Regions from separate parts of the Zea mays genome. Here all the other regions are linked to region 3. A link is a contact called in public Hi-C and HiChIP or PLAC-seq data. All regions are on one chromosome and are shown on one strand. The core of a region is the stretch at or near the end of the contact, and the rest is flanking DNA. Distances in the headings are between cores, read along the strand shown.

Region 1 (4,011 bases), core at 1,144-3,643, 170 kb before region 3:
CGTCTCCTGCAGCTGCAGGCAGTACTCGAGGTTCCACAGCACGTCGGCCATGGACGGCCGCTCCTGCCCGTAGTCCGCCAGGCACCGCTCCGCCGTCTCCGCGAACTTGCGCAGCGAGTTCTCGTTCACCTCCCCGAGGATCCGCGGGTCGGCGATGCGCTCCAGCTGCCCGCGCCTCTGCCACTCCACGGCCCACTCCGCCAGGTTGATCTGCTCGCGCTCCAGCGCCTGGTCGATCACCGGCCGCGCGCACAGCACCTCGAACAGCACCACCCCGAACGAGTACACGTCCGACCGGTCCGTCAGCTGCTGCGTCTTGAAGTACTCCGGGTCCAGGTACCCGAAGCTGCCCTTCACCGCCGTGCTCACGTGCGTCTCCCCGAACGACGGGCCCATGCGCGACAGCCCGAAGTCGGCCACCTTCGCGATGAACCCGTCGCCCAGGAGGATGTTGGTGGACTTGACGTCGCGGTGGATGATGTTCTCCGAGTACCCCGTGTGCAGGTAGTGCAGCCCCCTGGCGGCGCCGATGCACACCTCCAGCCGCTGCTTCCACGACAGCACCGCCGCCTCGCCGCCGCCGCCGCCGCCCGGGTCCGCCCCCCCGTACAGGTGGCTCCGCAGCGTCCCCTTCTCCATGTACTCGTACACCAGGATCATCTCCGCCTGCTCGTTGCAGTAGCCGATCAGGGACACCAGGTGCCGGTGCCGGATGCGGGACAGCACCACGATCTCCGTCTGGAACTCCGGCAGGCCCTGCTTGGACGCGCGCGTCGCGCGCTTCACCGCCACGCGCGTGCCGTCGCGGAGCGCTCCGCGGTACACGTTGCCGAACCCGCCCACGCCGATGAGGTTGCGCTCGTGGAAGTTGTCGGTGGCCGACCTCAGCTCCTCCAGCGGGATGTGGAGCTGCGTGCTCACCCTGTGCATCGCGCCGGTCGTGCCCTCGCCCGACCGGCTCGACGGCTCCAGCACCCACCCGGAGCTCTCTTGGGACCACGGCAGCGGCTTGCTGCTCTCCTTCTCCAGCGGCGCCGGTCGCGCCATCCGCCTTTTCCTCCGCGCGACGAAGCACAAGCAGAGCACGGCGGACGCGAGAACCGAGGCGCCGAGCACGGCCGAGAGCGCGATGATCAGAACTCTCCTGCTGCTACCGCGTGACCCCGCCGCCAAGCTCGAACCCGAAGGCCGCAGCTTCATGATCTCCAGCCCGTTCAGGAAACCGCCTTCGCCAGGGCTGCTCTTGTCGGACATGCCGACGGTGACCGTGAAGTTCCGGGAGATGGGAGCCGAGGCGGCGTAGTCCCTGTACAAGGCCGTGTTCGGCTGCGTCTCGAATTGTTTGGGCGTGAAGTCTTGGGTGCCAATGGCCTGCGCGACGAAGACGTTGAACACGATGCCGACTCCGTCGACGGCGCTCACCACCTCATAGTCGCAGAAGTGGAGACGGACGAGGTAGTTCGACCCCGGTTCCGCCGGGAAGGTCCACGTGACGTTGACACTCGTGGGTACCGCCATCCCTGACACGTTCGCCGCGGCGCGCTGCGTCCTGTAGACGACGTCGGGCGCCACCTCGCGGGTGTAGGTGGCGTAGATGATCGGGGCGCTCGTGTTCTCCAGCGTGGAGGTCCCCGGGGGACTGAAGAGGAAGGGGTCGTCGGGGAGCCACGTCCGCCAGAGCGTGTCGCTCTCCTCGCTCACCTCGGGGCCGCCCACGTTGAGGCGGTACACCGTCTCCAGCGCGTCCCGCGGCCACGCGGCTATGTCGAGGACCGCCGCGCCCACCGGCGTCACGCTGGCGTTCCACAGCAGCTCCTCTGGAGCCGGGAACAGCTCGACGGCGTTGACGAACGCGGCCGAGCCGGCGGCCGGCGTGAACGTGACGCGGAAGTCACCGGAGCCGCCTGCCGGGACGAAGAACTCCTTGACGACGCCGGCGCTCGGCGGCGAGAAGGAGGACAGCACGTCGTACGTGTCCTGAAGCTGAACAGAGACTGCGAAGCGCGCAGAGGAGATGCTGAAGGCGGACGGCGGGGCCGGGGTGAAAGGGAAGAAGTGGAGGCGGAGGACGAGGAACGCGGCCTGCCCGGCGAAGTTGGGGAAAGAGAACCTGTAGGAGAAGGCGCCGGAGCTGGACGCGCGCGCGGCGGCGTAGAGCGGGGAGGCGGCGCTGTTGGCGTTGGAGTTCGTCACCGCCGGGACGCTTTTGGTGGTCAGGTAACCGTCGTCCGGTGTAAAGTTGCGCGCTGAGCTGTCGCGTACGGTGGAGCCGGCGCCGCAGGCGAGGAAGAAGGAGAAGGGTGGGGAGAAGGCGGCCAGGGCGGTGGGCGGGAGGAAGGATGCGAGAAGGAGGAGGACGAGGACAGCCATTGTGAGTGATGGTAGTGGAGCCGTGCCGGCCGAAGGTGTGGCAGGCGACGGAGGGATAAGCAAGTGTGGCCGACTGGCCTGTGCCGAGGACGACCGAGTGGTAAGTGGTGTGTGGAGTCGGGCACGGGGAAGGTGGACTTGGATGGTTCGAGGAGGACACGGGGATGGTGGACAGCAGCCCTGGACTGGAGTGGACCGTGGACGGATACTGGCGACCTGGTTGCCTGGTTGGGTCATTCCAAATTCCATTGTGCGTCCACTGGTCACTCACTTGTTCCATTCGGCTGGAAAGGCGACCTTGGTTGTTTAGTCGTGTAATATATTTAAAAATTAAATAAGAGTATTAAATATAGTTTATTTATAAAATTAATTATACGAATGAATACTAAATTAAATGATAAAACAAATTTATTAAGTCTAATTAATTTATAATTAACAAATATTTATTATAGCATCACCTAAGCAAATCATAAACTAATCTATATCCCTGTATAAACCATCACTTTGAACATTGCAATAGCCATCCAAACAAATGCACACAAAACGATTCCACCTTTGAAACCAAGGGACGAGATCGATACAAATATCTCCTATATCTTACTCACTCAATCCAACAGTCTCGCTTATTTTATTTGGATCACTCCTCCCTCATCAATCACGCTTCCATCCACAGGGTCAAGAGTGTTGAACCTGCAGCTAGCGGCGTTGTACGGGTTGGAGGTAGCGTAGGCGGCACACGAGATGTCAAACATCGGGAGTGTAGCGTGGTGGACTCGAGGCTCATCCCCTTGAGGTGCACGCTGTTGCCGAGGGTGAGGGCGTCGAGAAGTCCCTGTCGAGTGTCGAAAGTGGTGGCAGCGATAGTGGTGTCCCATGACGGGCTCTTGCGAGGAGGCGGCGCTGTGGTCGAGTTGTTGAGCAGCATGTCCCTGTTAAAGAACCTAGCGCTGTTGAACTTGCAATTGCAAGCGACATCGTGCTTGATGGAGTCTCGGCAAGAGCCCTTCTAGCGGACCAGCACCTAGCCACCATCGTTTTAGTCTTGAACGAGTATTTTTACTAGTTAAGCTTAATATATCCGCCTTACCGTTTAGTCCTTATCTGTGTAGTTAGTTTTACAATTTGATTATATTTAATACTTGTAGCTAGTATTTAAACGTTTGATGTGATGTGACTAAAAAGAAACACTCGCTTTGGTTGATCTACCAAAGATGTTGTTTCTTTTACTCGTTTCTCAGAATCCTGGATTTGGGCTTTAGCTTCATCTATGTTATAAACAATCTTCAGCTCTTGTAGGGTCCCTTCTGCCCTTCTTCCTACTTCTTGGCTATTAAGACTGATATCACTACTTGATTGTTGGGTACCTTCATGCAAAGATAAGCTGAATGTAGCACTGCTTCAAACACATTGACAGTTCCTCTTCCAATGACAGCGTTGTATGAGAATTCCATATCAACGATCTCGAACGTAACTTCCTTTGTTCTTGTGTTGTTGACATACTTGAAGGTAATGGGCACGATCAACTTTCCTAGTGTCATCACCTGTTATGCTTCGAAGCCACATAGAGGGAAAGTTGAATCTTGGAGCTTATATTCGGGCTCTATCATTTGCCTGAAAGCTTTGGAAAATATGATATCTACA
Region 2 (4,622 bases), core at 1,366-3,865, 150 kb before region 3:
TGAGATGGAGAAGAATAACACCTGAATTTGGATGATCACAAGAAAGAAAATTTTATACCCCAAATTCAGGGTGTTACATATTTCATGTGATGAAAACAACAAATAAGAACCGTTAAGCAATTGGTCATAAATTATAATTCATATTTAGATAACAAAATTAGAAAAAGACTAAACAATAATACAAATTTCAGGGCACCTAAATAATATAAAATGTACATATTTATTGTTTAACATAATTATAAATCCGGTAGATGAATATGATTATGAAAGTGTTACTCAAAAAGATTATATCTCTATTTTTGTTGTTCCTAATTAATTATTATGAGACATAGCAATATGGTTAAAGTTTCAAAGGTGTTATTAGATTTTAGTCAAAGCGTCATTTTTTACTATATTAGTGACCGAATGGGTATAATTTAGTATAATGAGGCTACCCCCAATTTTGATGTCATGCAACTCAAGGATACCCTTAGTTATTATGTGAGCAAATAAGATGCATGGAATTCCTACCCTACAATAACCGTCCCTTTTGGAATGTATGATTTTTTAAGAAATCATATAGAATTTTTATTGAATTCAATTTATTTTTATATATAAAACATAGAAAGTATGGGAAAATCTGCATTGCAAAGAGGGCAAGGGCAACCTATTATGGAGGTTAAATGTGAACTCGTGTTTATATCTCAACAAGTCGGTTGCCCGTGCGTTGCGACGGCTCGCAACAATACCCATGTAAAACTATCCACCAAAAAAAATCTCATTTTTCTTATTAATTGTCTTCGCTCTTCGCATAATATTTTTTATGAACGCATGGGTACCATAGGCAGCAAAACATGGATCCCATCCCTCCCCTCTCCCACTTCCAAGGTTTCGTAGAGCAGAAAGGGAAGGAAAGAGGCAAACATACTTGTTCGTTGCCGGAGAAGGACACGACGAAGACCTGTACACTTGGAGACGACATATGTAGTATACCGCTAAATACATATAGGGATAAAGCATGCAAGCGGAGAAAGAAGTTCAGCCGGAGCAGCTCCAAACCGAGTGGCACCCGCACCAGGTGTCAGTCTGAGAAGGGCGAGAGAATGCGAGTGTTCCTAGCCTCGGACCCGCCGAAGGGACACAACACCACCACCAACTCCGTAGCATATGTTGACTGCTGCCACGCTACGGGCCTTGGTTGTCCAATATCTCAGACTTGGACTCTTTATTGCCAAGATAACCTAAGCGTGGCAGGCGTCACCATGTCCTCCTCGGCGGCACGCACGAAGAAAGGCTAGGAGCATGATCGACTCGCCCCGTACCTGCGTCGATGAGCGTCGGTCGGCTCGCGGCTGCGACCGTGGGCAGGGGCAGTAGGTTAGGAAGAAAGAACAGGACGAAGGCCGGAAAGACGAATGGGACGTCCGACGACTGCGAAAACGATGATGCGCGCAAGATGTGAAACGTCCTCGTGAACGTGCAATAGCCACTATGCGAGTCGGTGTCGGGGCTAGTGTCGGACGAATACGGGGAGGAGGCGTCTGCCCCCTCGCCATCTGCTGAGAATGGGGTGGCGCCGAGGCAGAGGCACGAGGGGAGAGAGAAAGAAAGCATGATGTGAACGAGGTGGTGGTAACTGAAGCGAGAACCATCATTATCATGCGGAGGTATAGATGGCCAAGTGGGTCGTATCTGACGAGCCGGCATGAGGCACAACCCATTTAAAAGTGCATGGGCCAGCCCGACACGAGCGTCGTGCGGTGGTTGGACAGTAGCCTCGGCCTATAATGCTGGCCCGATCCGACACGATTTTTTTATTTTACAAAAAATTATATATACATATGTACAATTTATATTCAATATTATAAACATCTGAGCATAATGTTTTATTGGTTAGACAGCTTCATCCATGTCTCCCACCTTCTTACATCAGGGTGTGGGTTCAAACTCACCTTTTGCACTGTTTTTTAACATTTTACGCTGATTTAACCAAATGGCCTGGCTGGCTAATGGGCCACCGTTTTTTAACATTTTACGCTCATTTAATCAAATGGTCTGATGGGCTAACGGGCTGGCTCGGCATGGTCAGCCCATGCCGGGCCGCCGTTTGGCCATCTATATGTGGAGGTGTTGTTTAGGACGTTACATCAGAGCGTGGGTTCAAACCCGCCTACATTTTACGCTTATTTAACCAAATGGCCCGATGGGTTAACGGGCTGGCTCGGCACGGTCAGCCCATGCCGGGCCGCCGTTTGGCCATCTATACGTGGAGGTGTGGTTTGGGACGTGGATGTTGTTGCGCAGAGGGGAGATAGGTTAATTTTAAATAGATGTGAGAGGTTCTTTGTGAAAAAAATGACGTGGCACTTGGAACAGTTTTTATATGTGAATAAAGTATCGGAAGGAGAAAGAATAGGGATAAGATAGAGAAGTAGCATGCCTCCTGCGCTAGCAGTTCCATCGATGATTCTGGCGTCTTTAAAAATGACATGATATTATAAGAGAAATTAATGTAAAAATAGACTTTGTATTATTATTTTTTTTCTTCTGATCAAAACACACACGCTTATTAGCAGGCCGTCGACGTCCCATAGCGCATACGTAACTTGCGGTCGAGGTAGGCCCAGTCCAATCCAACTTCTTAGCATAGGTCAAAACCTACCTGGGCCCTAAATAAATCCGTGCCGGGCCTGTTGGAACCTGCATCGTGATTAGCCTGGGAGATCTCAGCAGAATCAATGAATCATGTTTGACGACCTTGGAATTGCAAAGTGCCTGAATCTATCATTGCACAGTTTGCAGGTTCGTGCATCCTCACCAAAGCACTCGCTCCCGTTTCATCTTACACGCCTCAATGGAGTTTACATCGACACCTCCGTGAGAACAGTGGCAGCACGTTGCTGGCTATCTGTAGCAGCTTACTCATTACAATCACTATATTCAAACTTTACCCCGTAAAATGTATACTCTTCAATGTAGTACTCCATGAGATCTTAGCACGTTGGGGGTCTGGGATGCGCCACCGGCACGGCGCGAGCGACACCCGATGTCGCTGTACTCGGTCACCATGGTGGTGGCGTTGCGGCTGCGCCGCCGGCGGTCTAGCCACGCCTGCCGCACAGTGGCGGAAGATAAAACAATAATTAGATACGGCTGAAGAAGAAAAAAAAAAGAAAAAAAACATGATGCAACACGCAAGACTCAAATTTGGAACCTATTGATTGCAAGCAGTATGTACTTATCACTACACCAAACATATTTTTTTAGTATGGCTCAAGCCATAGTCCGCCAAAAAAGGAGAAAAACATGATGCAACACGCAAGACTCAAACTTGGAACCCGTTGATTGCAAGCAGTATGCACTTACCACTACATCAAATATGTTTTTTAGGTATGGCTCAAGCCATAGTTCGCCATAATGGGTGCTCTACCACTGCTGTCGCATGTAGTGCACTTGCGGCCTCTGGCACGAGTGCCGGGCCACGGATCACGTGTTGAACGCGTACGCCGTGTAGTTGGCGTGGCGGTACCAGTTGAGCTCTTAAGGAATAAGGAACGTCCTCATTGACGTCTGCATCTCCTGCGGCCACAACACCCCACTGAGCACCACCACCACCGTGAACCCCCACGACACGGACATCGTCCACTCGTGCCCGGCGTCGTAGCACAACGACTGCTGCGTCAAGCCCGCTAGGTCCTAGCACACCGACTGCTGCGCCACACCCGCTGGTCCACCACCACCGCTACCGGTAACTGAATTTGGCTCTTTACCAAGTATTAATTGATTTATAGAGATTTTTTCGGCACTCGGCAAAAAATAACTTTACTTAGTGCCAAACAAAAAACACTCGGCATACAAAAACACTCGGCATACAAAAACACTCGGTAAGGAACTTCTTTGTGGAGTGTTTTCGGCAAAGAAGCTCTTTGCCTAGTGTTTTTTGGCACTAGAAAAAGAAAGTTTTTTTGTCGAGTGTTTTTTCGGTACTAGACAAAGAGCTTCTTTTTTTAGTATAAAAAACACTCAGTAAACAGCTTCTTTGCCAAGTGCTTTTTTGACATTAGGCAATGTCAATTTTCAAATCACATTTTGAAGCTATAAACTAATTCAAAATGAAAAAGTTTTCAACTACAAAGTTATATAAATCATTAGGATGCATAATTATTTTGGTTACTTTCTTCAGATGACAAATCAAAAGTAAATTAACTTATATCTCGCTTATAGTTTATGAAACTACAAGTGAGATGTATAAGATTTGTGAACAATGTTAGAACCACCATGTTAGATGAACAAATGATTAAACAACCAAAATAAACTCTATAAATCTTGTAAAGTTATAAAACATTATAGTTGTCAACTTTTCTATTTAAAGTTAGCTTGTCAACGAAAACTACGTCAGAACTTAAAAATTTTAAAAATAGTTTTTTTTAAATACCTCAGATAGGAAAACCACCAAAACAAAAGTTGTAGGTCTTGAAATATCATGAAAGTTTGTAGTTGACAACGTTTTGGTTTAAAACCATTTGTCATGCAAAACTACGTTTGCATTTTAAAATTCGAAATTTTCAACCAACCTCGCGTGGAAAAACGACCAAAATAAAAGTACTAGGTCCTGAAATGTTATGAAACTTTTTAATTAACAA
Region 3 (4,563 bases), core at 351-2,850:
TAGGCCAAGATGTATGCATTCACAGTTGTGCTGTCAATTGAGGGGGGCCCCTGTTCATGGGGTCGCTGCTATTTTGTAGATATTTCTAGAAGAGGGTGGCCTGGCCTGGGGATCTTGCTCCTAGAGGACCTGTCCTGATCGGCAAGCTGCTACCTGCTACTGTGACGTCCAAGGCGTGGAAGGCGTGTTCAAGTCAGGCGAGCGGGCTGTTTCTTCGTGAGATTCGTCTGCGGGTGTCTAAGGTGGGTAGTTGAAAATTGACTCCGCCCGTTCATGGAAGAGGATACCGTGGTCTGTTTCGCTGTGTGAAGAATGTGAGCTCAGGTCTACAGGCAGATGGGTCCAGGCCGTTCTGGATAGAAACAGCACGAGCGGTGTTGTGCTGACAGCTGGGACTGCCTGGCAATGGCATGGCCGGCAAAAGCAGATTCCATGGCGGAACTCGGATTGTCCAGCGCGTTTACAACGTCTTTTTAGCCGAAAGCTAGCTGGTGGTTCGATCCACCCCCAGCAATTTCCGAGATTATTCAGCAGAATCCTGCCTTCACCTAAAAGCACGAATTGCAAAGCGCGGCCCATGGTGCGTGTTCGTGTCTGTTTCTGACTGAATTTTTTCTCCCTGAGGCCTTGTTCGTTTATGTCGGATTGTAACCGGAATCGTTCCAACTAATCAAAGTTTATATAAATTAGAGAAGCAATCCGGTTAGGATTCGTTCCGACCCACCAATCCGATAGAAACGAACAAGGGCTGAGTTTGAAGGCAATAAACTGAAGAAGTGCAGTGTTGTTTACACTACAGTGAGGGAAGTAAAGAGAGAGAGAGGGGACTCACCGCTTCGACGTCGATTCTGTAGACTAGCTGCAGGCGTCGTCGCTCGCGGCATGACGCGCGGTACGCCATGGCGAGGTGGGCGACGGCGAGCGCGAGCGACATGAGGAACAAGGCCTCGACGGCGACGAGCTGGCCGTTGCCCCGCCACACGGGCGCGGCGCCGAAGACGGCGACGGCCTTGGCGAGGACGTAGCAGACGGAGGCGGCGCTGCAGGCGACGGCGACCCACCTGTATGCGGCGCCGCCGCCTCCGGCCGCGGCGTACGCGCAGAGGATGAGGAGGGAGCGCGCGGCGGAGAGCGCGGGGAGGTCGGCGAGCGAGGAGGCGAAGCGGAAGGGCCTGGCCTGGGCGGCGAGCGCGGCGGCGAAGGAGGCGGAGGAGGGCGGCTGCGCGCGGAGGAAGCTGGAGAGCAGCGCGGGCGGCAGGAGCAGGTCCAGCAGCACGACCAGCAGCGGCGGCGCGCACACGAGCAGCAGCGACGCCAGCATCGCCACGATGAAGAAGGCCGTCTTCAGCCACCGCCACGGCCGCGCCCACAGACGCTCGCCGTGCACCAGGGGTAGCGGTAGCGGCAGCGGCAGCTTTGTCTTCTCCATCGCGGGCCGGGCTGGGCTGAGGTCTGAGGACCGCCGATCAAAATCGCTGTCCGCTATCCGCCAGAGAGGAGCGCGGTGTGGTTTGGCGGCGGCGGCTGCGGGTTCGGTGGTGGGAGGGTGGATTCGGTCGGGGGCGAGGCGAGCTTTTAAGCGAGCGAGGTGGGGGAGTTGGGATGGGTGGAGAACTGGAGAGGAGCCGGAGGTGGGGAGGTTTCTGCGCGAGCCGCCGAGGTGGTCTCTCAGGTCAGAGTCAGACATGGTGGTTTGGGAGAGATTTGACCGTCCGGGTGGCCCCACGGCCACGGCAGCGCAACAACGGGCCGCAAGGTGGTGGGGCTGGGGCGGGTGGTGCGTGCCGTGCGTCGCCACGCTGCCGCTGCGTCAGCGGCTGCGTGGCCGCGTGGGATGGGGTTGAGAAGCTTCCGCTGGCCTGGCTGGGGCCCTCGGCTGCGCTTGCGGCGCGGCTGGGACGGGATGCAACCGGACGGACGTCACGGGTTGGGCGCGGACTGCCGGTACTGTTTCCGTGGCGCTTGTTAAAGTCTACTCAGTGGTAATCAGATTGAGAGAGACAAAATGACAGAACCGTTATTTGTATTCCACAGATCATTACACTTATATACAGTGGCGAAGCTAGAGTAAATTAGGGGAGGGTGCATATACCTTGAGGGTGCATAATAACAATTTATAGGTGGTGCATATATGGTGAAAATTTGGTCCAAACCACTATATTTCCAAATTTTCGTGGGTGCATGTGCACCCCTAGTTTCTATGTAGCTTCGCCCCTGCTTATATACAAGTGAAGGGGTGTATCCCAAGAGGTGTGTCCCTTGGGGAAAACTGTCGCACCCCCTTGGATTGATCACATATATAATATTTTGTAACACTCCCCCTTGATCAATCCAACTTCATTTGATGATCTGTCAGATGTTCTTCTAAGATCTTATCTCCTCAAAAACCCTGTGGGAAAAATAAGGAGTACACAATGTCTTTTGGATAATGAGAATAATCTCACACGAACTCCAAAAGAAAATATGCTTGTAATCATCATTCGTAAAAACCCCTGTGGGGAAAAGTCAATGATGAAGCATATAGCTTAGTTGATATTACCTCGTTAAAAACTTTGGATGAGAAAACCTTAACAAGGCAAAACTCATACAAAGAAAAGAGTGTAATATGATGGACAAAACAGGTCAAATATCACGGAGAATTTCTCCCCCTGGTTCTTGCAATCACTTAAATCTTCTCATACCAACCACTTTAACATATTTCCGAAACGTGGAGCATGGTAGAGATTTTGTGAATAGATCAGCAAGATTATCACAAGACTTTGTTTGCAAGATGTTAATATTTCTATTTTCCTGTTTCCATCTGAACAACACAAGCTCAATTATCCTTATAGATAATTGTCGGTGATTCAATCGAATCATGGTACGTTGTTCTCCAATGGACCTCTAGCCCAAAGAACAATAATATGTCTATAGCCATCATCTCAAAAACCCCAGTGGGGAAAATAAATGATGAGACATATAACTCAGGCTAATATTTCTCCAAGATAATCTAGTCAGAAAATCTGAGAAATTAACATATCAGCCGAGTCTCCTTAAAAACCCAACGGGAAAAATAAGGAGAGTAGTCATATTCTATTGTTGATCCATTTGAACTCTAGGGATATAAACTCATATCCTAGTTCAAATACAACAATAACTATGTCATAATGTATCATCCTTGAAAACCTCTACGGGAAAAACAGATGATACGACATAGGCCTTGTGTTGATGTTGCCTCATTAAAAACTTTGAATGAGAAACCCAAACAGGGGAAAACTCATGCAAAGAAAAGAATACAACATTATGCAGAAACAAGTTCTTCAGATCAAGAGGAAACTCCCCCTGATCTTTACAAATCACTAAGTCATCCCATACCTGCTCTCAAACACATCTAAAATGTGGAGTAAGTAGAGACTTAGTTCGTAACTTGTTTTTCATCTAAACAACACAAAGTAATATTATCTTCATAGATAATAAGGTCACTGATATAAAATCATGACCACCACATACCCTCTGTATGTAGTATATCATTCTGTACAATCCCACGAAGTGTACTATAGAATGATTAGTGTAAGTGACCATTAATCTCTGTTGATTAACATTTATCAAACAGTAGGTCCAACTTACCAGAAGTATGTCATTGATCTTGTACCTGGGGATCTTCTATAGATATCCAAGATCAGTATATCCAAACATAAGGAGAGCATGAGTACATCTGGAGATCATAACTCGATCTCATGTGTTGTTAGCTAGCAAATCTTTGCAAAGCAATATCCGGCCGGATGCTCTTGCAAGATACAATAGCACATCTCATGATCGGAAAGAATCAAATAACAATGATTCTCTCATATTGAATTTCTTCAATATATGTTGGATATAGACAATTTTGTATCCAAGATACTCAAGTTAGTTTACTTTGAATTGAAAATCTCTTTCAATTCATATCCTCTATCTCGAACTCTGTCGATAAGTAATGTATGTTTAAAATATGTTGCACATATTTACACTGAACATACCATACTTTGTGTATCCTTTCAGAAGGAAGGATTCACTAGGTCAAATGTACCATATTTGACCAGGATGCTCTAAGTCACAAAGACTTTCCAAGCATTGCAAATTTGTGATTGGTGATTATGTACTTGGAATCCTTCAAAACTCCATAAATACCATAATCCAGTGACCACATATGCATATGTTGTCACTACATCTATCAACTGCATAGATAGATGATTTACTGCCCATATTATTGTATCGGAATTTTACTACTCACGGTAAAAGAGAATTTATAGCATTAAAATAATGCTTGGGTTTGCGTATAAACCCAGTTGCTACTAGCCATGCTTTCTCACCACCTCATTGTTTCCAAGTCCATGAAAACAAACTTGTATCCATAGTAAGATACCTTGAAGTGAAAATAAGTTAACACTTCTTTCCGGTGAGCAAGGCTATCTCTGCAACATTATATCACTCAACAAGATCCAATTTGAGCATACTCGTGCTCTGCTATGGCCATAGTCTTTTGGATCACTTGGAGTGCATATACAATTGCTGAGATGTATGTGTCGACACTTGTAGCTTTTAAAT

What was found. A called contact is a pair of places that touch in the nucleus more often than the background predicts. HiChIP or PLAC-seq counts read pairs in DNA pulled down with a chosen protein or histone mark.
Region 1: an H3K4me3 HiChIP or PLAC-seq map of leaf shows a contact between it and region 3, with 4 times the contacts expected there. The contact joins the promoter of LOC100383535 here to the promoter of LOC100216915 in region 3. A contact is called at or near these places in 5 of 25 Hi-C or Micro-C datasets (bundle sheath, ear, leaf and 2 more) and 1 of 3 datasets of contacts at active chromatin or transcription factors (leaf).
Region 2: a contact with region 3 is called in a Hi-C map of leaf, with 5 times the contacts expected there. The contact joins the enhancer-like site here to the promoter of LOC100216915 in region 3. A contact is called at or near these places in 6 of 25 Hi-C or Micro-C datasets (ear, endosperm, leaf and 1 more).

The regions. Positions count from the first base shown.
Region 1 is chr1:5,280,010-5,284,020 of Zm-B73-REFERENCE-NAM-5.0, reverse strand. It overlaps LOC100383535, which reads right to left and starts at 2,393. Exons shown (of 1, transcript NM_001176183.1): 1 at 1-2,393. The coding sequence starts at 2,370.
Region 2 is chr1:5,259,599-5,264,220 of Zm-B73-REFERENCE-NAM-5.0, reverse strand. No RefSeq gene overlaps it. Among protein-coding and RNA genes, the nearest start is that of LOC100383535, 20 kb to the left of the region's middle. Within about 2 kb of position 2,615, at least 15 of the 20 cell types and tissues checked have an H3K27ac peak or open chromatin away from gene starts, as enhancers often do. A contact at or near this core is called in ear, leaf and tassel, where this site is marked.
Region 3 is chr1:5,109,731-5,114,293 of Zm-B73-REFERENCE-NAM-5.0, reverse strand. LOC100216915 (hydrolase) reads right to left here and starts at 1,600. Exons shown (of 2, transcript NM_001143301.1): 1 at 833-1,600. The coding sequence starts at 1,429.